Linked DNA regions of Mus musculus: all the other regions are linked to region 3. The links are chromatin contacts, called in public HiChIP or PLAC-seq and promoter capture Hi-C maps. All regions are on one chromosome and are shown on one strand. Each heading gives the region's core, a stretch centred on a gene start, on an enhancer-like site or on the middle of the called end of the contact. The rest is flanking DNA. Distances are from core to core; before and after follow the strand shown.

Region 1 (4,402 bases), core at 14-2,513, 200 kb before region 3:
GGTTGTGAGCCACCACATGGCGGCTGGGAATTGAACTCGGGATCTGTGGAAGAGCAGTCAGTGCTCTTAACCACTGAGCCATCTCTCCAGCCCTCTGCTTTTTAAATTCTCATTGTCATTAGGATTTCTCTCACTTGCCTTTTCTTAATCCCCATCTCTGCTTCTTAGGACAGACGGGTTAAATTTTGGAAGAAAGAAAAGGGATTGGTAGTGGTCATTAGGGCATGTTTGACAGAGAGAAAGAGAGAGAGAGAGAGAGAGAGAGAGAGAGAGCACCTGCCATGGTGATGGTGACACACAAATGCGTAGACTGTGCCTAGGTGTGACAATGCACCCCTTCCACCCTGTGTCAGTATTTTGGCCTCTTCTTAAGTGCAGATCATGCCAGACTCCTACTCTCTGTGCCTAGGTGGTGTCCTCAGCATCCAAGGATCCTGGCTTGGCATTGAGGATTACCAGCTTAGAAAGTCTGAGAGAAGTCAGCATTTTCAGAGCGTTTTTTGGATCCAAAACCATGAAAGAGAGGTTGCTAACACCCCCTCTCTCATTCTCTCTCTCTCTCTCTCTCTCTCTCTCTCTCTCTCTCTCTCACACACACACACACACACACACACGCACACACACACTGACACAAGTATGCACATAAACTGATGGGCTTGAGTTTGCCACTCACCGGTGTATTCCACACTCACCCTTGGGTGGTCAGAGAAAAGACCATTTAACAGGGAAGAAAGCTGATACCAGAAACAAGGAATGCTTTGCTCAAACTCAAAGGCGAACGCGTACATTTGTTTAAGCATTAATTTTAAAAGATTTAGAAGGGAGTGGCGAGATCGTTTATTGGGTTAATTCATTGACCACGAAGCCTCAAGACCTGAGTTCGAACCTTCAGGACCCACAGGATGGAAGCAAATAACTGACTACTGCAAGTTGTCCTCTGACCCGCACATCGGGCACACGGGTGAGCCCTTCCACTAAATAAGTTAATGTAATAAGCAAATGTAAAGAGAAAATTCACAGACCCGAGCGAACACAGACCCCTGAGTTGCATTCCAGCCTCGAATCCCATTTGATCGCAGCTGCAAGCTTGGAGGCCAGAAGGAGCTCACATCAGCTGGACTCGAATTCATTCACTCCTCACCCCACCGGTTCCCACCAGAGCCACGCCTCCCTTTCCGCAGCCAAGGGAAAAGGCTGAGATAGGCCATAGCTTGTCTCTTTAATGCGCGCCCCCAGAGGCCCGAGCGCGCCCCCGCCGCTATAACTAGAGTGCATGGAGCAGGCTGAGCTCAGAGGGCGGGCGCTGGGCACCCGTTGCCCGACTTTTTTCCAAGTGCCATCAGCTCCCGTCTGGCCCATTTCCATGGACGCTCCCGCAGGCGTCCCCCGCTGAGTACCCCGTACCTTCTGGACTCCCGGCAGACTTACCCCCAGCTTCCAGACGGTGATCCCCGTGGGCTGTAAGGGCTCCCGGCTCTCGCCTCGCCGTCGAACGAGGGCTGTGTCTCCGCCACACCTCACGCCCCACACTACCCGCCCCATGTTGGTGCACACATACTCCGCCATGGTGAGTAGACTCGGGTCCCGGGCACACTGGGCAGAGGGCATCGAGGAGCCTGGCTGCTGAAGCCTCCAAACCTTCTGCCCCCCACCCCCGCGCCAACGAAATCGCGAAGGTAGGGGACCGTAGGGCCTCTTGGCAGCCCAGGAAGTGGTGGCAGAGACCCGTACGTGGTTGGTCTCCAGCCTGGGGCCGCGGCGCCCGCGGGGCCAACGCCGGTGGACAGCTGCAGGACACCCGCGAGCTGGAGGGGACCTGGCGGGCTGGTGTCTTTTCGGCCGCTCATGGGTCACCTAACGCACGCCTCCCCTTCTGCAGGAGCGCCCCGACGGGCTGGGCGCAGCGGCTGGCGGGACCCGCCTGTCGTCCCTGCCCCAGGCGGCCTACGGGCCCGCGCCGCCACTGTGTCACACTCCCGCCGCCTCTGCCACCGCGGACTATCATCCTCCTTACTTCCCGCCGCCCTACCCTCAGGCGCCGCTGCCCTACGGCCAGGGTCCCGACGCCACCGCTGCCTTTCCGCACCTCGCCGCTGACCCCTACGGCGGCCTAGCGCCCCTGGCGCAGCCGCAGCCCCCGCAGGCCGCCTGGGCCGCACCCCGTGCGGCCGCCCGCGCCCACGACGAGCCGCCGGGCCTGCTGGCGCCACCCGCCCGCGCTCTGGGTCTCGACCCGCGCCGAGACTACGCCGCCGCGGTTCCCCGGCTCCTGCACAGCCTGGCCGACGGCGCGCACGGCCTGGCCGATGCTCCCCTCGGTCTTCCAGGATTGGCGGAGCCGCCCGGTCTGGAGGAATTGCAGGTAAGCCCAGAGTGAGCCACGGTGGGTCCCGATGGGCAGCGATTTAGCATCCTGGCTGGAAACAAAAAAGTAACAAAAGTAGGAGCCCGGCTCTTCTCCCAGGTGCAACTTTCCATCTCTGCCGCTAACAGGGAGTCTTCCGTTAGATGCTGTCTGGCCAAAAGATGGCCTCGAACTGTGCCTGGGTGGCAGCAGCCCTCGTGGAATCACTTCTTTCTCTCCCCACTGTAGGGTTGAGCCATGGTGGGCATCCATACCCAGTCCCAGTCCGCAGGGGCAACCTGGGCCGGGGTTAGGAGAGGCACAGGAGTGGTCTATCTAAGGCAAGGCAATCATCCAGGCAGTGCTGCAGCTTAGACGCATATGGTGCTGAGCCCAGGCTATTCCTGGTCACGCCTGTCCCCCGGTAGCCGCCTCAGGCAGCCGGTGGTACGCGTAGGGCGGAGCAGACATGGACTAGGGGTAGCTGGGCGACTAGGTCCATACGGACCCTCACTGCCATCCTCTTCTATTTGCAGGCGATAGATGACCCTGGAATGAGCCTCCTGGACCAATCGGTGATCAAGAAAGGTAAGGAATGGTGTGCGACTTCCAGGGCAGAGTCAGGCCCTGGGTGCTCAGACCCATTTTCTTTCTCCCTGGCTGTTGTTTCCTGTGCGTCGCCCGGCTGCGTGGCCACGGAACATCCTTCCTCGCCCAGGAGAGAGGCCATGGCGCTAGCTGGATAATTTGACTCAGGACTTTGCCGCCTGAGGTGGGCTCGCACTACCTAGGCTGCAGCTGCTTGGCCTCTCCTCTCTGAAGGAAGGGCGTTCTTGTGGATCTGGAGTCGATTTGCAGAACGAGTTAAACCACTTCCCTGTTTCCTAAGAAATGGGAAAGGGAGCACTGTTGCCACAGATTTTGTTCAATGGTTTCCACTTTTATTGAGCTTTAACATTTTGGAGCCTGGCAAATGCTTTCTGTTCCTTTCTTCTCAGCAGACCGGGGCGGGGAGGGAGGTGCTTCCATTTCCCCTCACCTCCCAGGGCAGAGGATTTTCTTTAAAAGCATTTAGGATTAGAAGAGATGACTAGCTTGGGACGGGCTGTGTGCTCCTGGAAAGGTCTGCTGCTTCCAGGACTGTCTGTGTCTCTGAGCTTAGGGTCCTGTGCACACTCTATGTTCCTTTTCTAGGCAGCAGTGTTTCTTGGGGTGTGTTTGCTGCTGTGACTGTATTCGTGATTTGTATCTGTGGGTGTTGTGATATAGTTTCTATTTGGGGGCTTCTCTGAATACCTAACGTGTGTTCTGGAATTTGTCGTTTGGTATTTGAGGTGTTCTAAGAATGTGAGGGCCTCTCCTTGGTCCGTTGGTTGTTGTTGCTGCTGCTGTTGTTGTTTGCCTCCATATTTGTTTGTCTTTTGAATTAGTCAAAGGCAGGAGTGGGAGACACCCCTTGAGTAGAGTTAGTAGAGTTTTGGGTCTGAAGACCGAGTTCTAACCATGCCTAGGAAAGGTAAGACAGAGGCAAATTAGACAGAAGCAGAGACCCAGACCTTGGGCAAGCTTCTTAGAATTGGGGTGGGTGCCCAAAGGAATTCAGAGGCTCATGGGAGCCTGTAGCGCCCAAGGGCAGGCACACCTCCCGCAGGATTTGGCTGGAGCTGTTTTTCAAACAAGTGAATTCAAGCCCAGGCTGTTTGCCCTGCCTAGGTTCTCAGGGGAGGCTTGTGGTGGGAGTGGAGCTGGTACAAGGGGCTGGACTTCCAGAACTAGAGCTAGGTATGGAGTTCAGGAGATTAGCGAACACACCTCCCAGAACTTGGTGAGGGATGTCTCCAGGAATCTGGGACTCTCAGGGAGTACAGGGAAGAAGAGGCCCATGACCCACCTCACCAGCGCATTGCTAGCTGCACTTTGTTGGGTTCCTGAACAGCTCTTGTTTTGACCCAGTCGAAGGGAAAGTTGGATTTGCCACTGGGCTCTTTGCAAATCCTCCAGATTCTGGCTCCTGTCCAGGCTTAAGGGCAGAGAACCCAGGTTCATTGACTCCCTAGA
Region 2 (3,934 bases), core at 705-3,204, 130 kb after region 3:
TATGGCATGTATATACGGTTTTATTTATACAGTTATATGTACTGGTATCTTAAAGTAATACTACGAATGACAACCTAATAAAACCTTAATATTTTTGTTATATTTAATTTGTAAATCCTTCATACAGAACCTTTGTGAGAATGCTATTAAACCTAAAGCAGCACATGAAAATGTGTAGAAAGCCCTGATGTGATCATTTGAGAATTTTATCTTACAAATAATTGACTTTTGTTCTCTTTACTCTTAAGTCAGCCTTTCATTATAAAATTCATATCTTTTAAAGAAGAGTATTGGTCTTAGTGACCGTAACCAGGCATTCCTGTTGTTACTAATTGCATTCTTATTGTTAGGTGCTTTCCTACAAATATTTTCAAGCTTACATATAAGTAGAGAGAATAATATGGCAAACTGCCATATGTATGTAGCCATTATTCATTTTGTCAGAAATTCTCTACTTTGCTTTTTTCCTCTCTGCAAATATTTAAGTCACATTCTAATACACCACTGAAAATTGTAATGTTTTCCTTTTTTTAATTTTTATTACTTTTTTACGGTCTAATCATTACCCCCTCCCGGTCTGCCCTCCTACAATTCCTCTTCCAACCCCAACCCCCCCCCCCCACCCTGGTCTGGTCTCCAAGAGGATGTCATGTTCCCCACCCTGACAGACCTCCTCACTCCCTGGGGCCTCAAGTCTCTCCAGGGTTAGGCTCATCTTCTCCAACTGGGATCAGACCAAGCAGTCCTCTGCTATATAAAGGGGTGGGGGTCGGGGGATGGAGGTAGTGAGAGAGTGGGGCTGGCTTGGACCTGCTTGTGTATGCTGCCTGGTTGGTGGCTCAGTGTCTGAGAGATCTCAGGGGTCCAGGTTAGTTGAGACTGCTGGTCTTCTGTGGGGTCGCCCTCTTCCTCAGCTTCTTCTAGCCTTTTCCTAATCGAGCCACAGGGGTCCCCACTTCAGACCAGTGGTTGGGTATAAATACCTATGTCTGTCTCTGTCAGTCTGTCTCTGCCAGCTGTTGGTTGGGCCTCTCGGAGGACAGCCATGCTAGGCTCCTGTCTGTAAGCACACCTGTCTGTAAGAAACAATTCTGGGGCAGAGTTTTTAACTATGGGATGGCAACCCCATCCCTTCACTTGATACCCTGTCTTTCTACTGGAGGTGGACTCTGAGTCCCCTCTCCCCATTGTAGGGCATTTCATCTAAGGTCCCTCCCTTTGAGTCCTGAGAGTCTATCACCTCCCAGGTCTCAGGTACTTTCTAGAGGGTTCCCCCACCCCTGATTCCCCATCCCCTGAGGTTTCATATTTCAGAAGCCCTGCAGGCCAGAAAAATCAAATTTCTCCATGGTCCCAAATATGTCTTTTTCTGTGCAATTGATCTGAATCAGAATGAACAAGATTTGCACCTCACTCTCCTTCCCCTGCCCTTGTCTTTCCTCTCTTTAAAATTCTGTTGACTGCCTTCAGAAACTGTATTGTAGAATAGACCCAAATCTGATTTTGTCTTGCTTTTCTTAAGACTGGGTTTCTCAATCCCCTGTATTTCCTGAAAAAGAAGTTATCCCTAGAAGTTTAATTCACTTTGGGTAGAAGATATGAGTGTTTTGTATAATGTCCTATTTGGAGGCAGTACTAGTAGGGGGTCTAAATGGTGGTGCAAAGATGAATCCATAGAACAAACAGGCAGTAAGTACAGAGGTCTCTCCTTTAGAAACCCTACTCAACCTTGGCAGTTACACAGGTATCATTGATCATTGCTCCCAGACCACTTATTTCACTAGAGATTACCAACTGGTGACTTTTCTCATTCTAGTCTTTTTGGATTCAGTGGAATTCCAAGGCACAGTCTCCAGTTAATAAGTCACTAATACTTCTCTTGCGCCCTAGCACAGCAATATGTTCGAGGTTCATCATGTTTCTTGCTTAATATTAGCCATCCCTCCTCCATGGGTCCCTGAATCTTTCTAAATCAACACAGAGCTTCCTCATTTTTTTCTAGCAGTTTTGCCACTGTAGAAATAATAAGAGACACTGTTTAGCCAGTTCCTTTTACACGTGTATTAGAGATATTTTTAATTATGTGCTATCTCCAAATACTATTTTGCATATATTTAACGTATGAATAGGATAAATTACCAGAGATGAGACTGATAAGTCAAAGGTAAATGTACTTATAATTTTGAAGCTGGGCAGTGATGGCACACACCTATAATATTAGCACTCAGGAGGCAGTGGCAAGTGGATCTCTGAGTTCGAGGCCAGCCTGGTCTACAGAGACAGGACAGCCAGGGCTATACAGAGAAACCCTGTCTTGAAAAAAAAAAAAATTAATATTTCCAGATTCTTCTCTATAAAGGCTATAATTATTTCTCATCCACTAGTCAGAAGACTTGTTTCTTTATATATGTGTTGCGGTAAATCTCCTCCCAAATATGTCCCGGCAATGAAAACACGACACAGTTAATATGGTTACATGCTGTGCTCCTAGATTGGGCAGATCTACAGCTACACTACCATCTTCCACAGCTTATGAGACCCCTTAGAACTTGCGGTTTCTCCAGGCCATGTGCTTCTGCTCCACTTTTCTTCTTCTTCTTCCTCCTCCTCCTCTGTGTCCTGTGTGCTGGCTCAGTCCCTGTTCGTAGCCACTCACAGGAGAACGGAATTAACATCAAGTATAATTAGCCCCAGGGCTATCCACAACATATATGTGCTATCAAACTCTTAGGTTTTTGCCAATTAAATTTGCTATTTTAAGTGATTTTTGTTGTTGATGATTTATTGTCTTAATTTTTGGAAACAGGTTCTTTTTGTTGTTGTTGTTGGTTTTTTTTTTGTTTTGTTTTGTTTTTTTTTGTTTTTGTTTTTTGAGACAGGGTTTCTCTGTGTAGCCCTGGCTGTCCTGGAACTCACTTTGTAGACCAGGCTGGCCTGGAACACAGAAATCCATCTGCCTCTGCCTCCCGAGTGCTGGGATTAAAGGCGTGCGGTGCGCCACCACGCCCGGCTGGAAACAGGTTCTTATGTGTGGCTCACCCTAGCTTAAACCTCCCTATGTGGTCCAAGCTGCCTTTGTACTCCAATCTCAGTCCCCAGCTGTAGGAGTATAGGCATGGATTGCTTACTGTACCTGCCTCAGAACAAAGCAAATAGGTCTTCACTACTACAGGACCCCTGTGATCCATTCTTTTTCACTTTTACATATTGTTAATGTACTAAGAATAGAGCCCAAGGCCTTGATTTGGCTAGCCATACACCTTAATAAGCTCTTGGTTTGTGTATTTTGTTCTTTTTTCCTTTCTTTTTAAAATTTATTTTGAGAATTTCATGAGTGTATGAAATGTATTTTGAATGAATATATATATATATATATGCTCCTTACTTCCTACCTCCAGTTCCCCTGACACTTCATCCCCTGCCCATCTTCTTGTTTCTCTTTTTTAATAACTTGCTGTTTTCAGTTAGTGCTGCCACTCTGTGCAAGGGTAAGGGACTCCACCGGAGCTGCTTATGCCCCCAGTGAAAACTACTCATCCTCCTCCAGCAGTCTTCAGCTGCCAGAATTCCTCAACTAGGCGTAGGCCTTCCTAAGTTTTGAGACTGACTTGATCTTGAATAAGTAACCACGGTTGCTGTAAGTGGATGGCCATGCAGTATCCAGAAGTCTGCATTTCACACTATTCTCCCTTCCTCCAGCTCATGCCGTTCCCACTACCTCTCTTATGCGATATTCCGAGTGTATATGGAGGTCCCTTTCAGTGCTGACCACTCTGTCACTTGGTCTCAGCACTTGGACCAGTTACGAGTCTTGCATTAGCTGCTGCCAAATGCAGAAAGAAGCTTTATTGATCAAGGCCTATAATTAAACTGTTATTTGTCTTTTGATCTTTGGAATAGGGGGTGGTTATTTTGTTTTGTTGACTTGTGTTTT
Region 3 (3,996 bases), core at 205-2,704:
GTATCTGTGTGTGTATGTATGTGTATGTACTGTATGTGTGTGTATGTACAGTGAGCTCCAGTGATCTGCCTGTCTTTGTCTCCTCTGTCTCACTCTGCAGTCCTGGCTGTCCTAGAAGTCACTACATAAGTAAACCGAATTGGCTCTGAACTGCCTCAGTCTCCCTAGTGCTGAGATTAAAGGCTACACTGGGCTGGAGTCTCTTAAAACATGGATTGCCTTAAATTCTTTGGTAGCAAAGGCTGGCCTTGAACTCTCCAACTTCCTACTCAGGCTGTCAATGTTATAAAGTACCTTTACCCACTGAGCCATCTTCCTTATAAGAAAAAGAAGTTGGGGGCTGTAGAGATGGCTTTAGTGGTTAAGGGTACCTCATACTCTTGCAGAGGCCCCAGGTTTGATTCTCAGCCCCTACACAGCTTACATTATCTGTAATCCTGTTTCGAGGGGATTCGATTTGGTCTTCTGGTCTCCGGAGGCACCAGGCACAAACACATGCATGCAGGCAAAAAATACTCATACACATAAATTAATTAAAACCAACCAAACAAAAAGGAGCGGTTTGAATAGAAGTTACCATGGGAAGACCGTGTGATAGCACAAGAAGATAGATTTCTACAACCGAAGGAGAAAAATCACACCCCCTGCCCCAACTCGCCTTGATTTTATTAGACTGTCGGTGTGCAAAACTGAGAGAAAACGCATTTCTATTGCACTAAGCTGAGGTACCCAATGGTGGGCCCCAGCAAACTAGAATGAGAGTGTTGTGCCTTTTTAACTAATAGACTGCCGTTGCCCGTTTAGTTGACCAGACAGCCTATGGTCCTGTCTTAACTGGAAGTCCTGAATGGAAACTTTAAGGACACTTGACTCGCTGAGCTACCTGCTGCCTTGGTGACATGTTGACCAGTCTTGGGACCCAGAACAGAACCTGCTTTCCCTGCACAGGGAAGGAAGGTGACTGGATATGTGGTGTCCGGGGTGAGGGTGGGGGTGGAGTAGGAGGAATGACTGAAGGTGACTGAAGGACCGATTGTGCCTGAAGTGTCCAGGGGTCATCTCTGGTGGTGGTGGAGCGATGGAGGACAGGTTCCTAAGGTGAGTCTCAGGACGAAGTGGAGGGCTGCTGCCTGTGGGTCATCAAGGACTGGAATCCAGCTCTTTCGATGGCGACTTGGAGGAAGGTTGCCAGAATGGGGACCGGCGGAGCGGCGTGCGGGACCGCAGGCGAGCGGGCCCGCTGGTGGAAGGGCGGGCGGGCGCGCGCCTGACGCGTCCTCTGGGCTCGGCCCCCCGGGCGCGCGCCCGTCCCTGCCGCACCCCGCCCCCTGCCTCGGTCAGGCTCGCTGGACCCCGCGCGTGCGGGGCCGCGCACGCCCCCTTCGCTAGCCGGGACCCGGGACCGCAGGCGCCTGGCGCCCCCGCCCCGCCCGGCGGGCGCGCGCCGCCTCCCGCTCCCGTTCCAGCTGGCGGCGGCGGCGGCAGCGGCCGGGATTGTTTTTGTTGTCGCTGAGGCCGGAAGAGCCGTGACAGAGTCGGGTCCCTGTCCCCGGACTGGGCGCCGCCGCCGCCCCCTGCCCGCCCCCGGCCCGCGTCTTCGCGGCGCCGCTTCAGCGCCAATATTCCAGAGAGCAAGCGTTACGCGGCTCCGGCGGGGCCCGGAGCGGGAGGCGCTGGGGACCGGAGCGAGGCGGCCCCCGTCGCCGCCATGGAGGCGCTGGGACCCGGTGAGGAGCGCGCTCGGACCAGGGTCAGACCTGGGGCTCGGGAGGGCAGACAGACCGGCGGAAGGGACTGTCGCTGCCCGACCGCCGCTCGCGGACCCGGCTGCCGGCTGCCAGGCCCCGGGAAGGAAGGGGTCCCATGCCCTCGTCCCTGGGGGGCGGGGACCACGCCCCAGCTGAAGACTCTAGGTCTATTCGGGACCCGTCTAAGGGAGGGAGGCTCAAGAGGTGACCCGAGTTCCCCGGGGTAGGGCAGACCTGTTCGGACCTTAGATCTCTGTCCACGGTCGCCGCGAGGCTAGTTGGGGCCTCAAATGGGACCGTGTGTCTGGGGCACGCCGAGGCCCGGCCCAAACCTGGAAGGCCTTCTACCTTCTGTCAAGGGTTTTCTTGGTGTGGGGCAGAATCCCTGTTTTCTTTTGCACTGGCATCTGGTTCCTCAGATGAGGAGGAGAGACCCACTCACTCATGTCCCTGAAAGCCAAAGGGAGAAATGTCCGTTCTTTTTCCAAAACTCTGAAGTTTGGTATCTGTCAGTTTGTCAGTCCCAGAGTGCTCTGGAATGACAATCCAATACTCTCCAGCAAGGGCATCAATGCCCTGCCTTCCCTTTTAATTGGGTTATCAGAGGCTGTTAAAATCAAACGAAAAAGTGTTTTTGAAACTGTGATTCTTTGCTGGTTATGGGTGGCCCCTGGTTCTCTCGCTCTCTGCTCCAACCCAAGGAAGCTTTCCAAACTCTCACGAATACTCTTCGTTTGGAGCCTTGTGCTCCTGTCTCAAGCCCTACAACAGGTTGCTAATGGCTTGGCTAAGTAGGGCAAGGTTTAGGGGCAGTGATGGAATTAGTTTTCATATTCAAACCTTGTCTACATAGTAGACTTAGTTGTATGTTTTTAAAATTCATAGAAAATTAGGTTTATTGTTTGCATTTGGAAATTTTGCAGGTTTGTTAACTTGGAACATATTTACATAACTGAGCGATTAAATCCTATCTTTATTTGCTGCTTAAGGTTTTCTTAAAAAGCCCACATAGTCAAATGTCATAAGCCTTCAAAAAATAAATCGGCTTAGCTGGGCATGGTGGCATATGCTCATAATGCAAACAGTTCTGGGGTGGAGGCAGGGAGCTCCAGAGTTCAAGGCCAGTCTCAGTTACAAAGTGAGTTTGAGGTAGGCCTGGGCTACTTGAGACCCTGATTATAAAATAAACAAACAGGTTTGAGCCTGCTGTAGTGGTGCATACTTATAATCTCAGCATTTGGAAGGCTGAGGAGGAGTAAGAGTTTGAAGATAGTTTGGACTACATAGACTGTTTCTAAAGGGAAAAAACCACATTGGTTTGTTACAGATTGTCAAATATATTGTTATATATATTTGATAAACCTCAGCATATTATGCTGTTATTTCAGACATGTTCCTATAGATAAAGGGATGCTTATGGCTTTGGGACTGTACCAAACTTCTATTCAAAACTAATATAGTAATTTCATACTTGGATTACCCCCCAACCCCCACCTCCACTTCCCCACAACTTACTTATGTTGAACTTCGGTTTCCTCTTCTCTAAGACAAGGCTAATGTGCTATAAGACTGACAGTGTGAGAATGAAAGCTGACGTTTGTGCAAAGTCCTGTCAAGTTCAGTACAGATGTTCGACAAATGTTTCTTTTTTTCTGTCCCATGAGTAACTTAAAATGGAAGCAATTGTTGCATTTATTAGCTGATATGGAAAGAGATGATGTATAACTGTGCATACAGCTGAGTTTCATGGAAAGACTCACTATGGAGATGTAAGGAGCTGTCCAGGAAACCAGCTGCCCACCCTCTTTGCTTTGCTTTTAGTTTTTGCAGGTTAGAGGACTTGGAAGTTAACTCAGAAATGCTGGATTTGTAGAAAATGACTATTCAATCACCCTATTTAAAAGGCATCAATGATTTAAACCAAAAATTTACATAGATCTTCTTCGTTGAATAATGTTTTCCTGTGTGCCTTATAGCAGACTCTTGGTATCCAACTACCTTAGAAACTCAGTTACTAATGAGTACTACCAGTTACTTGTTGAGCATGGACTGGGAACAGAGGGAGCCCATGGGTTTGGTGGGATGTTACTTCTAGGCTGTTTTTAGAACTTAAGAAGCACTTTTGCTTCCATTAGAGAGTGCCTAGCTCTAGTGTGTTGGGTCCTCTGCACTTCAGCAATCCCTGGGAGGCCTCTTAGTCCTGCTCACTCCTCTGTCATGGCCCAGGTTCATCATCTCATTCATTTTG

The links. Promoter capture Hi-C pulls out the DNA fragments that hold promoters and counts their contacts. HiChIP or PLAC-seq counts read pairs in DNA pulled down with a chosen protein or histone mark.
Region 1: a contact with region 3 is called in a promoter capture Hi-C map of liver. The contact joins the promoter of Tfap2e here to the promoter of Ago4 in region 3. A contact is called at or near these places in 11 of 39 promoter capture datasets (the C10 cell line, HPC-7-derived erythroid cells, cranial neural crest and 6 more), 1 of 15 datasets of contacts at CTCF or cohesin (the NIH/3T3 cell line), 8 of 484 Hi-C or Micro-C datasets (bone marrow-derived DN2 thymocytes, bone marrow-derived macrophages, embryonic fibroblasts and 3 more), 6 of 115 datasets of contacts at active chromatin or transcription factors (embryonic basal ganglia, embryonic forebrain, embryonic stem cells and 3 more) and 4 of 9 other capture datasets (adipose tissue, embryonic stem cells, liver and 1 more).
Region 2: an H3K4me3 HiChIP or PLAC-seq map of bone marrow-derived macrophages shows a contact between it and region 3, with 2.6 times the contacts expected there. The contact joins the enhancer-like site here to the promoter of Ago4 in region 3. A contact is called at or near these places in 10 of 39 promoter capture datasets (the C10 cell line, the HPC-7 cell line, embryonic stem cells and 3 more), 3 of 484 Hi-C or Micro-C datasets (bone marrow, embryonic stem cells and nephron progenitors), 1 of 115 datasets of contacts at active chromatin or transcription factors (bone marrow-derived macrophages) and 1 of 9 other capture datasets (adipose tissue).

The regions. Positions count from the first base shown.
Region 1 is chr4:126,733,130-126,737,531 of GRCm38.p6, reverse strand. It overlaps Tfap2e (transcription factor AP-2, epsilon), which reads left to right and starts at 1,263. Exons shown (of 7, transcript NM_198960.2): 1 at 1,263-1,567; 2 at 1,880-2,362; 3 at 2,881-2,932. The coding sequence starts at 1,541.
Region 2 is chr4:126,399,186-126,403,119 of GRCm38.p6, reverse strand. All of the region lies in intron 5 of Ago3 (argonaute RISC catalytic subunit 3), which reads left to right. Among named protein-coding and RNA genes, the nearest start is that of Ago3, 28 kb to the left of the region's middle. Within about 2 kb of position 1,954, at least 4 of the 459 cell types and tissues checked have an H3K27ac peak or open chromatin away from gene starts, as enhancers often do. A contact at or near this core is called in bone marrow-derived macrophages, where this site is marked.
Region 3 is chr4:126,530,916-126,534,911 of GRCm38.p6, reverse strand. Ago4 (argonaute RISC catalytic subunit 4) reads left to right here and starts at 1,454. Exons shown (of 18, transcript NM_153177.3): 1 at 1,454-1,727. The coding sequence starts at 1,709.